Regions from separate parts of the Ovis aries genome. Here region 2 is linked to region 1. Evidence: chromatin contacts called from public Hi-C data. All regions are on one chromosome and are shown on one strand. Each heading gives the region's core, a stretch centred on a gene start, on an enhancer-like site or on the middle of the called end of the contact. The rest is flanking DNA. Distances are from core to core; before and after follow the strand shown.

Region 1 (2,702 bases), core at 108-2,607:
TATCTTACTTCCCAGATGGAAAGTAAGCTTCCTGGGGCTTGCAGCAGCCCTCCTGAGATATGTCATGTGCAAAGATAGGGTTTGAGATGCATCTTAAGTAACTCGATATTATTAATTGAAGTTTGCCAAGTATTTAAAAATAAATTAGATTGGTTTCAAAGTTATTCTGTCATCACACTTGGCTGCCAAAATATTCCCTTGGTTGTAAATAAAAGACTGGTGTTGTGACTAGAGGAATGGGAATCCTGTGTAATCTGAAGGCTGCCTACCTCCCAGCCCAGGGGAGCATGTCCTTAACATGAACTTTACTGGCCTCAAAGCAGCTGCCCAAACAAGGGCGAGATGGCGGCTTCTTTCCAATGAATATTCAGGGTTGATTTCCTTTAGGATTGACTGGTTTGACTTTCATGCAGTCCAAAGGGCTCTCAAGAGTCTTTTTCCAGCACCGCAATGCAAAAGCATCAGTTCTTCAGCACTCAGCCTTCTTTATGGACTGATACTGAAGCTGAAGTTCTAATACTCTGGCCACTGGCTCTGGAAGAGCCATCTCTTTGGAAACGACCCCGATGTTGGAAGAGACTGCGGGCAAGAGGAGAAGGGGGAGACAGAGGGTGAGATGGTTGGATGGGATCACTGACTCAATGGCCATGAGTTTGAGCAAACTCCCAGGACACGGTGAAGGACACGGAAGCCGGGCCTGCTGCAGTTCATGGGGTCAGAGTAGGACTAAACAACAACATGGCTTCGAGAGTCCAAATTCCTTAACGTGAGACGCATCCTCGCTTCCTCCCCTGCCCTGGCGGCTGCCCTGGGCTCGCGCCCCATTCCAAACCGCAGGTCTGCCTACGGAGAGGAGAACCGTAGGCTCCAGAATAGTTCGGGGGGCCGTCGCCATCACAGCCATGTTAGCGTGGCTCCTCTCTACCTAGGGCTTGCCGTGCTCCACTGTGTCGTTGCTCAGCCCCAGCTGGGAAGCGCCGGCCTCCTCCCAGTCGGACAGATGGCAAGGTGGACAGAGCGCCAAGCCTGAAATTCCACCCGTTCAGGACCCCCCACCGCCTGCTCCTCCAGGCCCAGGGCTCAGGTCCAGCCTCCCGTCTGCCTGCAGCTCACCCCATCACCTCAGCGCTCCCATGCCAAACCCTAGCGTACCGCCGCTGCGCCGCCCACAGCACCAACGGGTACGCCTGCGGAAGCCGAGCGAGTCGTGACCCCGACCTCGGAAGCACAGCGCGGTTTCCGCGGCAACGGGCGCAGAGCCGGAGCCGGCACCGCCACGCGCTCTCAGGCGCCTGCGCGTGGCGCTCCCGGCGCCTCCCGGCCGGCCGCGCAGGCCCCGCCCCCGCGCGGGCGGGGCGGTCTCGCGACGGGAAGCGGAAGTGCGCACAGCTGCTGAGGGCCGAGGGCGGCGTGGGCGCGTCTCCGGTGTCCTGGCGCGTCTCTAGGTAGGGCTGGGCCTGCGGGGCTGTCGCCTCGGCGCTGAGGGTGCACTCGCGATTCGGCGCCGTCGCGGTCCCTGAACCGCGTCTCCCTGACCGCTCGACCCCACAGCTGTGCGCCCTGCCTGCTCCCCCCGGCGCCACCCTGGCCTGACCCCTCAGGAAAGAGGCGTGTGGTTCCGGGTCCCCGGTGACCCTGTCCACCGTCGCTCGGGGAGGCGTCCTCTGACCTCTGCACGAGTGTCTCCGAACTTGACCGCCTCTCCCCAGTCACCCATCAGTCCTGAGCTGGGGCTCCAGCACCCAGCAAGCACCATGCCCTCGGGGAAAGAAAGGCCTGCGGGATGATGCGTTGGTGGCTGAGAACATACATGGTTTGTCCTAGACGGCCAAGGAGGGGACAGAAGTCTCTGTACTGGAGGGGGGATTCTAGCTGAGCTTCGAATAAGTAGAAGTTGAGAGGTGCTGCGGGCAAGAGGCCATTAATTACTGCAGCAGAAACGGTGCTTACCACATGCAGGTTTGAGACTGTCGGACATATTCTGGAAAATATAGGTTGCTTAGAATGGGGTTGGCAGGAAGCTTGAGAGAATTGTGCTCACTCAGTCCTGTCTGACTCTGCGACTTTATGGACTATAGCCTGCCAGATTCCTCCGTCCATGGGATATTCCCGGCAGCCAGGCTCCTCTATCCGTGGGATTTTTCCCGCAAGAAGACTGGAGTGGGTTGCTATTTTCTCCTCCAGGGGATCTTCCCAACCCAGGTATCCAACCCATGTCTCTTGAGTCTCCTGCATTGCAAGAGGATTCTTTATCACTAAGCCACCAGGGAAGCCCCTTTGGGAGAACTAGGATCAACAAGAGATGTGATCAAATAAGTGATCAGATCTTAGTATTAAAAGAGTCATATGGCAGGTGTACTGGTGGTGGTCTGGGATGACTGTGTGTGATAAGATGGCATTTGCAGTCATTTAGGGAAGAGAAGATTTAGGACTGAAAATTTGGGAATGGTAGTGGGGAGAACTTGGAAGTGAGTTTGATATGGGGAAAAGTGAGGTGGTATTTCAAGTGACTTCCACATTTTTGACTTGAGCACTGGAGACAGTTCAGAGAACGGGAGGCAGGTCTGCAGCATCAGGCTCCTCACCCCTCACCTCCCAGATGTGCTGTGCTCTGTTTCCTCGGTGTCTGGCGTGACCCTTGTGCTTTGTGCTCTGTCGCTGTCGTTTCTGAACCATGGCCTCCCAGCATCATGTGCTCTCTG
Region 2 (2,702 bases), core at 145-2,644, 150 kb after region 1:
TAAGAGCCCAGGTTCATTTGTAAAATTGAGGTATATATCATCTAACAGTCAGTCATCATGAGGATTAAAAAGATACCTGCTTTCAATCTACAAAGTGCTTCTCTTTTGATTCTTCTCTCAAACTATGAGTAGCTAAGGAAGATAAGGAAATCTGGGTTCAAGGAGCTGAGAGGTAGGTACCAAACACTACACTGCTCTTTAGTGTCAGAGACAAGGCTAAAATCACACTTCCACCTTCTTTGCAAATACCCCAAAAATCTACATTAAAATTTCAAACCCATAAGACCTGAGTAATTAATCTGGTCTTTGGATGGTCCTTAAAGATTACCAGATTAATTTGGTGTGTACGTTTCAAAGTACAAAATTTGGCTGGCAAACTATAAACGATGCTTAAATACACAGCTCTTCGCAGTGAAGAGTCCTAAAGAGAGTGCCTTTCCACAACCCTAGTTCTTTCAGTGCACTGTCAAGGAAAAGTATTAAGATAAAGCGGGTAAGTTAAAAAGAAAGAAAAGCTCACATACAACATGCAAGAATACACACATTCAAAGGTCCGCCTTCTGAGTATTTTTCCCCTGAACTTACGCTAGCCCTTAAAACTAAACACTGATCAATGAAACTAAGTCTGTGCAAGTAATCCTACCTGCTATTTAAAACAACTCAAAATGGTGATTTGATTAGACCTATTAGCTAGACAGGGCTTCCCTGATGGCTCAGAGGTTAAAGCGTCTGCCTGCAATCGGGAGACCTGGGTTCGATCCCTGGGTCAGAAAGATTCCCCTGGAGAAGGAAATGGAAACCCACTCCAGTATTCTTGCCTGGAGAATCCCATGGACGGAGGAACCTAGTGGGCTACAGCCCATGGGGTCGCAGAGTCGGACACGACTGAGCGACTTCACTTTCGCTAGACAGCTATATTTAATCACATGGCCAATCAACCCTAACTTTTAATCTCAGATGTTCAACCTGCCCCGTGCCTGCTGGCTAGAGAAGCACATTCAGACAGGTCCATTTTTAAAGCTCTTCAGAGCGGAGGTCAGGTGTCAATTTCTATCTGCTGTCTACGTAAAGCTGGCCATCCACATCAAGATCCAGTGACCCGCCTATAAGGTGAAGCCCTGAAGAACAAGAGCTAGCCGAGCAACCTCGGAGAGGGAGGCCTGAGACTGGAAGGGCAGCGCCGGGCAGACAGACTTAAGCAGGGATATGGAGGAAGAAAGAGAAAGCGGCGGCTCTGCGGGTTTTACCCTCCGTTGAAAGCGTAGGGCGAAAAGCGCAGCTGCAAAGGGCCCACGGAGCTGTGCGGTTCCATGGCCAGGTCTCGGCCCGCGCCCGAGTACGAGGCAACGGAGGACAACATTCCGCGGCTGCTCTCCTGCTGTCTCACGGCAAGATGGCTGCCTCGACCGGAAATTGTGCCGTTTCCGGTTTCCGCGGCGCTGCCTCCGGCCGCTCTATCTCGCGCCAGTCGTTGCTCCTGGAGGCCAGAGCCCTCCCTTTCCAGTCGGTAGCTATTGCCTGCTCTACGAAGAGACCTGGCAGTGAGGTACAGGCTTTCTTTTCCAGGCAAATATTCGAAATCACTCGTGATGGATAGAAATTTTAAAGTCTGAGCTTACAAAGACATTGGAAAAACTATGGAGCAACGGAAACTCGAAGAGTCTATTGAAGTGTAAATTCGGAAAGGGACTGGCATTACTTGACATAGTTGAAAATACACACACATCATGACCCAGCAGTTTCACGCCGAGGTATGTACCCTGGCCAGAAGACGTGAAAGAATGTTCATAAAGATGTTCTTAATGGCCCCAAACTGGAAATGAGCTAAATATCCATAAACTGCAGAATGGATAAAGCAACTGAGGGATGTGGATGTGCAAAAGCAAGCAAATTAACTGACTTTGGCTAGAGGGAAAGGTCCTCCTTGGCTAGGGATGGGTTGGAGGTTGTAGTGCTAGCAATACTGGGTTTCTTTACTTGATTTAATGTTTGCCTGCTCAGTAGATCAGGCGTGTCCGACTCTGCGACCACACGGACTATGCCCATCAGGCTCCTCTGTCCATGGGGTATTTACAGGCAAGACTACTGGAGCAGGTTGACATTTCCTCCAAGGGATCTTCCTCCCCCAGGGATCGAACGCCCATCTCCCGTGTCTCTTGTACTGGCAGGCAGGTTCTTGGCCAACGAGCCACCAGAGGAGCCCTTGGTTGCTGTTGCTCAGTCGCTAAGTCGTGTCTAACTCTTTGCAACCCCATAAACTGCAGCCCGATAGGTTTCCCTGTCCTTCACTATCTCCCAGAATTTGCTCAAACCCATGTCCATTGTGTTGATCACATCCAACCATCCCATCTTCTGTTGCCCCCCGCCCCCCTCCTCCAGGCTTCCTTCTCCTGCCCTCATTCTTTTCTAGCGTCAGGGTCTTTTCTAATGAATCAGCTCTTTGCATCAAGTGGCCAAAGTATTGGAGCTTCAGCTTCAGTCTTTCCAATTAATGTTTAGGGTTGATTTCCTTTAAGATTGACTGGTTTGATCTCCTTGCTGTCCAAGGGACTCTCAAGAGTCCCTCCAACACCACAGTTCAATTCTTTGGCACTCAGCCTTCTTTATGGTCCAACTCTCACATCTGTACATAACTCTGGAAAAATCACAGCTTTGCCTATACAGACATTACCAGCAAAGTGATGTCTCTGATTTTTAATACA

Evidence for each region. A called contact is a pair of places that touch in the nucleus more often than the background predicts.
Region 2: a Hi-C map of liver shows a contact between it and region 1, with 3 times the contacts expected there. The contact joins the promoter of PSMB1 here to the promoter of FAM120B in region 1. A contact is called at or near these places in 3 of 16 Hi-C or Micro-C datasets (hypothalamus, liver and muscle).

Annotation. Positions count from the first base shown.
Region 1 is chr8:91,585,887-91,588,588 of ARS-UI_Ramb_v3.0, forward strand. It overlaps FAM120B (family with sequence similarity 120 member B), which reads left to right and starts at 1,358. Exons shown (of 11, transcript XM_012183304.4): 1 at 1,358-1,445. It overlaps LOC114116179 (a long non-coding RNA gene), which reads left to right. Exons shown (of 3, transcript XR_003590205.3): 3 at 1-233. LOC114116180 (a long non-coding RNA gene) reads right to left here and starts at 1,191. Exons shown (of 2, transcript XR_003590206.3): 1 at 270-1,191.
Region 2 is chr8:91,733,325-91,736,026 of ARS-UI_Ramb_v3.0, forward strand. PSMB1 (proteasome 20S subunit beta 1) reads right to left here and starts at 1,395. Exons shown (of 6, transcript XM_004011458.5): 1 at 1,248-1,395. The coding sequence starts at 1,360. TBP (TATA-box binding protein) reads left to right here and starts at 1,503. Exons shown (of 8, transcript XM_042253770.1): 1 at 1,503-1,751.